Regions from separate parts of the Sus scrofa genome. Here region 1 is linked to region 2. A link is a contact called in public HiChIP or PLAC-seq data. All regions are on one chromosome and are shown on one strand. The core of a region is the stretch at or near the end of the contact, and the rest is flanking DNA. Distances in the headings are between cores, read along the strand shown.

The links. HiChIP or PLAC-seq counts read pairs in DNA pulled down with a chosen protein or histone mark.
Region 1: an H3K27ac HiChIP or PLAC-seq map of alveolar macrophages shows a contact between it and region 2. The contact joins the promoter of PLD2 here to the enhancer-like site in region 2. A contact is called at or near these places in 1 of 5 promoter capture datasets (fetal skeletal muscle), 3 of 47 Hi-C or Micro-C datasets (liver, omental adipose tissue and subcutaneous adipose tissue) and 2 of 2 datasets of contacts at active chromatin or transcription factors (alveolar macrophages and skeletal muscle).

The regions. Positions count from the first base shown.
Region 1 is chr12:52,086,374-52,089,949 of Sscrofa11.1, reverse strand. It overlaps PLD2 (phospholipase D2), which reads left to right and starts at 2,146. Exons shown (of 25, transcript XM_021067789.1): 1 at 2,146-2,308; 2 at 2,833-2,942; 3 at 3,032-3,162; 4 at 3,253-3,395. The coding sequence starts at 2,834.
Region 2 is chr12:52,032,311-52,035,979 of Sscrofa11.1, reverse strand. MINK1 (misshapen-like kinase 1) reads left to right here. Exons shown (of 32, transcript XM_021067776.1): 2 at 2,542-2,607. Among named protein-coding and RNA genes, the nearest start is that of MINK1, 33 kb to the left of the region's middle. Within about 2 kb of position 1,844, at least 34 of the 83 cell types and tissues checked have an H3K27ac peak or open chromatin away from gene starts, as enhancers often do. A contact at or near this core is called in alveolar macrophages, fetal skeletal muscle, omental adipose tissue and 2 more, where this site is marked.

The sequences.
Region 1 (3,576 bases), core at 897-3,396, 54 kb before region 2:
GACAGTTGCAGCTCTGATTCGACCCCTAGCCTGGGAACTTACATATGTTGAGGGTGCGGCCCTAAAAAGCAAAAAAAAAAAAAAAATCGGGGCAAGAATTGAACACTTAACAAAAGAGATACAAATGGTCAATAAGCACCCAAAACATGGTCAATCATTAATCAGGGAAACACTAACTACAACGAGGTACTATTTTACACTAATTAGCATGGGTAACACTAAAAAGATTAAAAATATCAAATATTGATCATGCAGCCTAACAGCTGGAACCAGCATACATAGATTCTGGAAACTTAAAACAAAACAACCATTTGAAAAACAGTTTGGCAATCCCCCCATTTTAAAATATTTCATTTATTTGAAAAGTTATTTTCTTTTGGAGTTCTTTTGTGACACAGCAGGTTAAGGATCTGGCATTGTCATTGCAGGGGCTTGGGTAACTTCGTGGTGTGGGTTCGACCCCTGGCTCAGGAACTTCCACAGGCCACTGAGGGCATGTCTTTTATGCCTTTTCTAGGGCTGTTCCCTCGGCACATGGAAGTTCCCAGGCTAAGGGTCTAATCAGAGCTGTAGTGGCCAGCCTATGCCACAGCCACAGCAATGCCACATCTGAGCTGCATCTTCGACCTACACCACAGCTCACTGCAATGCCGGATTCTTACCCCACAAGCAGGGCCAGAGATCGAACCTGCAACCTCATGGTTCCCAGTCAGATTCGTTAACCACTGTGCCACAATGGGAACTCCAAAAAAAAGTGCTTATTTATTTATTTATTTTGTCTTTTTGCTATTTCTTGGGCCGCTCCCGCGGCATACGATGATTCCCAGGCTACGGGTCGAATCGGAGCTGTAGCCACCGCCCTATGCCAGAGCCACAGCAACTCGGGATCCGAGCCGCATCTGCGACCTACACCACAGTTCACGGCAATGCCAGATCCTTAACCCACTGAGCAAGGGCAGGGACCGAACCCGCAACCTCATGGTTCCTAGTCGGATTCGTTAACCACTGCGCCACGACAGGAACTCCAAAAAGTGCTTTTTAATGGCGACTTAAAAATAGCCCTGGAGTTCCTAGTTGTGGCTCAGTGGTAACAAACCCAACTAGTATCCATGGGGACTCAGGTTCAATCCCTGGCCCCCTCTCAGTGGGTTAAGGATCCAGCATTGCCATGAGCTGCAGCAAAGGTCACAGACCTGGCTCAGATCCTGTGTTGCTGCAGCTGTGGTGTAGGCCCACAGCAACAGTTCTGATTAGACCCCCAGCCTGGGAACTTCCACATGTCATGGGTACAGCCCTAGAAAAAAAAAAAAATAGTCTTCGTTTGACACTTTCTTCACTGTCTCTATATTTTAAATGTGTACAATTAGGAATCAAATGAGTTTCGCCATTTCTTAAAAAGTTAAAATACAATTACATGACCCAGCAACTCCTCTCCTAGCTATTTACCCAAGAGAAATGAAGACATATCTACACAAAGACTTACCCAGGAATGTTTATAACAGCTGTAGTCATATAGACAAAAACTAGATACAACCCAAATGTCTATCAAGAAATATCCATCAACCCATTCCTCCATCCAGAAGAGATAAATCTACTTTTTAAAAAATGAAATATTTTGTCTTTTGTAACCTGAAAAATAGCCTGTTTTCCTGTTTGCTCTTCGGTAAGTTCCAGAAGAGCAGGTGCTGTGATAGTCTTGTTCACTATTGTACGCCCAGTGTCTGGCGCAGAGCAAGCGTGCAATAAGGAATGAATGAAAGAAAACTTGGGTACGTTAATGAACTAGTGGCCACCAGTCCTCAAGGCTTCCATCATTCCTTCCATCTGCAAATGCCAGCTGGGCCGGCCCGGGCATTTCTCCGGTCGCTTCTGCAAAGTGAGTCCGGCCAGAGGCCCAGGCGGGATGGGCGGCCGGAGGGGACCCCGGGGGCCCGCGCCCGCGCGGAGGAGGGTGCGCAGCGCCGAGCGCCCACAGGGCTGCGGCCCGGCACGTGCAGATCGACGGCGCGGGACAGCCGGGTGGACAGAGCCGCGCGGATGCTCGGAGCCTGCTGCGCGATCCCGAGGCGCAGAGGGCGGCCCCCAGTCCCCGGTAGCGCGCAAGGACGCCGGGGCGGGCCGAGGGCGGCGGGGGCGGGACAGGCCGGACGAGAATCCCGCGGAGGTGAGGCCGGAGGCCGGCCCGCCCCCGGGGGCAGGCCCTGAGCGCCCGCCCCGCCCCGGCCCGCTGGGGTGTGGGTTCCCGCTCCGGCTCTGCACCGCTCCCTCTGCTTGCGAAGCCGCGCCCTCGCCGGCTCCGGCTGCCCGGGTGAGGGGACCTGGGAGGGGGCGCCGCGGAGGTCCCGGGCCCGGGAAACAGGGCGGGAACGGGAGTGGGTCCTGGCTTCGGGGCCTCCGGACTCAGCCCCATGCTCAGATTTCGGGGTTTCCCTCCCGGGCGGGGACGCGTAACTTCCTCATTCCCGCCTGGACCCCTTCTTCCAGCTGGCTTGGCCTGGCTGGAATCCCGGCGGTTCCGGGCCCTTTGCAACCCCCGGGGTCCCTCCCCTGGCTTCTGCTGTGCCTTCCTTCGGGGCCTGGCCGGGTGTTCCTCGGCACGCTGGTTAGGGGACTGGAGGCGGAGCTCAGGGATTCTGGATGAAGGATCGAGATAAGGGATGGAGATTAGATGCGTTGCAGACCGATGGGCCATTATCAGGGAGAGGATGGGTGTCAGCGGGAGCCGGGTGGGGGGAAATGAGGGACCGACGGGAGACGGAGGACCGTGAGATGGGATGGGAGACAGGGTTCTGCAGAGCAGATCGCCTTCCCGAAGCTTCCCCGTATTCCTAGGATGGCGGCGACCCCCGAGAGCCTCTTCCCGTCTGGGGATGACCTGGACTCGAGCCAGTTACAGATGGAGCGGGATGAGATGGACACTCTGAGGGAGGGAGAGGACCCAGGTACACCCCGACGACAGCCCCGGAGGAGAGGAGGAGGAGGGCGCTGAGACCTCCTGGGGTCCACATTCTTCTGCTTTCTTTCCTGCCAGCTGACCGGATGCACCCCTTTCTGGCCATCTACGACCTCCAGCCCCTGAAAATGCACCCCCTGGTGTTTGCCCCTGGGGTCCCTGTCATAGCCCAGGTGGTGGGCACTGAAAGATACACCAGTGGATCCAAGGTGGCTGGAGGGGGCAGGGGAGGGCTGGTCGGAGTGGGGGGCTGCCACCCATCCAGGGAATGAGCATTCAGTTCCTCACCCCCCCCCCAGGTGGGAACCTGCACCCTCTATTCTGTCCGCTTGACTCACGGCGACTTTACCTGGACAACCAAGAAGAAGTTCCGTCATTTTCAAGAGCTGCATCGGGACCTCCTGAGACACAAAGTCTTGATGAGTCTGCTCCCACTGGCTCGGTGAGGGGGGACCAGACTGCCTCCTGGGAAGGGCAGGTGCCCCTCACCTCGGGCAGCCCGGGCTGCCAGCCCCCAGCCCCCGTCACTGCCTTCTGCCTGCCTCATCCCCAGGCCACAACCATTTTTTTTCCCCAGCTACTTTCCTCCCCCACCTCTGGCCCCTGGGTCCCCTCCTTTGACC
Region 2 (3,669 bases), core at 595-3,094:
CCCTGGCCTTGCTCAGTGGGTTAAGGATCCAATGTTGCCATGAGCTGTGGTGTAGGTCGCAGTTGTGGCTCGGATCCCACGTTGCTGTGGCTCTGGCGTAGGTCGGCTGCTATAGCTCCGATTAGACCCCAGCCTGGGAACCTCCATATGCCATGGGAGCGGCCGAAGAAATGGCAAAAAAAAAAAAAAGACAAAAATAAATAAATAAATAAATGGATACTGTTAGGCGTTTGAGTGAAAAAAAAAATCAGTTTAAAAAAAATATATGTATATATCGGGCCGAGGGTTGGGACTCCTTTCCGTAAGCGTCGGGCAGCCGTGCTGGTTCTGGGCAGAGGAGCAAAGGCAGGAGAGCTGCCCTTTGGGGCAGCAGAGGGCAGGGGGCCGAGAAGTGAAGGGATGGGCCTGGGGTGGCAGCTTCAGGAAGGAGAGGAGGAGACCAGCAGGCGTTTCGAAGGGAGAAAGGACAGGGCGAGTATGATATGCAGAAGGAAGTCAGAGAAGAGGCTGCTGCCGGTGGGATCTGGGCGAAGCCGGGGAAGCTGGACTGACCCAGGCCTCTGTGGAGCACGTTCCTTGGAAGATGTCTGTAGCAGGACTGCTGTGCCCCGTGCGTGGGCTCAGCTTAATTCTCAGAATCACTCTTTCAAGTCTGTGCTCATGCCACCTGCAGGTCAGGAAGCAGGCTTGAAACCATTAAATCAGTGTCTGAACCCGAGTGTCTGACCTCAGAGGCCGGTCTTTCATCCCTCAGGGCCTCCCAAACTACCAGGAGACAGACTGGGAGCTCAGGTTACCAGGTTAAATCCACTTGTGCGGATCTGAGCCGGCAGTGGTGTATCACTGTGACTCGTATTCCCCTCTTAGATTAGGAGCGTCCGGAGAAGCAAGTCCATGAGCCCTTGTCCTGTCTCCATCCTTCTCGGGAAGGATGGAGGTGTAAGCAAGGGCTTCCCCGCGGGCAGAGTCAGGAGGCCCCCGGGGGAGGAGGCCTCTTTGGGGAGATGTTTGGGGGGCTGGCTTCCCCTCAAGCGTCTGGTCTGGACTTGCAGGGGGACAGGCGGAGCTCTTCCAGGCCCCTTGCAGCTCAGGTTCCAATGAACCTCTCATCAGCTCCCGCCTGCACGGATTTCTTCTCCCTTTCCTGTGGGCCCTGCTGTTTTTCAGACGGGTTCAGGGTTTTTTCAGTAACTTCAGCGGGAGCTGAGTAACTGAACATAGAACTAGGAAGTCCTTGGTCTGGTCGGCCCAGGCCCCTTCAGAGCAGGTGGAAGAATCCTCTGCAGCTTCTATCAAGGCTTCCCTGGGGCGGTTCTGGGATGTTCTGTCAGGCCACAGCGGGGCTCGGTGCTGGATGTGCTGGTGAGCAAGGAGGATTCGGTCCCTTCCTCCTGGAATTTACGACACAGTCTCATTCCCTGGAGGCCCGGGCTCTGGCAGGGCTGCTGGGAGCCAGGGCAGCCTGGCCAGTCCTCCCAGGGTCGGGCTGCGTCTTCCGGGCCTCAGTCTGCCCAGGTTCCCTTCCACGCACTTGCTGCAGTGGGTGAAGGGGAGGCATTCTTTTGGTTTCTTTGGTTTGGGGGCTGGGGTGGGTTAGGATTCTATTTTCAGAAATTCTATATTGGTTTTCAAAATCAAAGAGAAAGGAGTTTTAGATTACATACCTTTAGGATTGTTAGCGCAGAGGCACTGGCGTTGCCTGGAGAGTTTGTTTCCTAAGTGACAGCCTCACTTTGGGCGGGTGGGGGGTGGGGGTGCCTGTGACACTGTGACTCCGGCCTGTCCTATGAGAGGTGCAGGAGCCGAAGGCCCTGGGCGGCCTCTTGGCCCTCGGCTCCACCTCCCAGCCTGTCTCTCCCGAAAGAAACCCTGCAGGAGGGTGGGGGTGGCTTCCCAGTTCCCAGCAGCTGTGCCACTTGGCAGAGCAGCGGCCCAGCAGGCGATGCTCTTCCGAGGCTTTGTCTGAGCCTGCGCCCCCCCACCTCCCATCCCTGGTGCCGCTTGGCTGGGGAAGTGGAGGCTGCAACGTTGCAACGTCTGCCTTCTCACCGCCCCTCCCTGCTCTCTGTCCCACCCCCACCAGGTCCTGGGAACCCTGGACGCACAGAGGGTGGCTTGCTTGTTCCTGCCACTCCTGGCTTTCCTCATCCCTGCTTTTAAAAAGTCAAATAACAACAGCGGTAATTAACTTTTATTGCACGCATGCCCGTGCCAGGCACTGTCTTAAGCGTTTACGGGCACTGCCGCATTTGCAGTTGACGCAAATCCCAGAGGTGGGTGCTTTTGTGACCCCGTGCAGGTGAGGCCACAGGCTCTCGGAGTTTGTCGCTGAGTTTGAAAGTGGCAGCGTGTGCACAGCCAGCTGGGCTCTGACTTCCGTTTCCTCTCCCCTCCCAGCTTCCCACAGAACACGCCCTCTGACACACCACACACCCCCCTCTCCCCGCAGCCCTGGCTCTTCTTCACCCCCTCTCCTGGCTGCTTAGCCTTCTGCCTGCCTCTGGCTGACCTCCTGACCCCTGTTCTTTCTCCCTCCCCCAGGATCCTGCTGGAATCTTCGAGCTGGTGGAGGTGGTCGGCAATGGAACCTACGGACAGGTGTACAAGGTGAGCCCTCCGAAAGAGCAGCAAGGCCTTTCCAGGGCCTCTCAGGGCTGGGCCCAGGTCTGGAGGGTTGAGGGGGGCCCTGGGAAAGGGGAGGGGGGCCAGGAGGGAGAGGAGAGAGTAGAAGTCACGAGGTGGAGTTCCTATCGTGTCGCAGCGGAACTGAATCCAACAAAGGTTGCAGGTTCGATCCCTGGCCTTGCTCAGTGGGTTGAGGATCCGGCGTTGCCATGAGCTGTGGTGTAGTCGCAGACGCGGCTCAGATCTGGTGTTGCTGTGGCTGTGGTGTAGACTGGCACCTACAGCTCTGGTTCGACCCCTAGCCTGGGAACTTGCGTGTGCCGTGAGTGCGGCCCTAAAAAGCAAAAAAAAAAAAAAAAAAAAGTCATGAGGGAAGGAAGCGGCCAGAAGTGGCGGCCCCTGCCTCTGAGTTTAGAACTAGTCCTGGGTGCAGCAGGAACAGTCTGGAGCTGGTGGGAGGGTGTGGGACAGGGACACGTGAGGGCAGGAGAAGGGCATGGGGAGGGGGTGTCAGAGCGCAGGCTGGAGGGGCAGGTTTGGCTTCTCCTGAGGCCACAGCGGGACCTGTTGGATGACCCGAAGAGAGGAAACGGCTTTCTTCCTTTTACTTTTTTTCTTTTTTGTTTTGCTTTTTAGGGCTGAATGTGTGGCATATGGAGATTCCCAGGCTAGGGGTCGAATCAGAGCTGCAGGGGCCAGCCTACAGCACAGCCACAACGCCAAATCCGAGCTGCGTCTTCGACCTACACCACAGCTTACGGCCATGCCGGGTCCTTAACCCACTGACTGAGGGCAGGGATTGAACCTGCAACCTCGTGGTTACTAGTCGTATTCGTTTCCACTGCACCACAATGGGAACTCCGGGAAACAGCGTCCTTGGACTCCCCTGACGTGCCGGCAGCAGGGCTGGAGCCAGCGCTCAGGCTTTTGAGGCTGCCTCTTTCCCCACAGAGGTGGCATTTCCTTGACCACAGTTGTGGCCCCAGCCTGCCAGCCCAGCCCTTTCACGTGGTCTGACCTCAGTCACACTTGATGGGGGAGGCG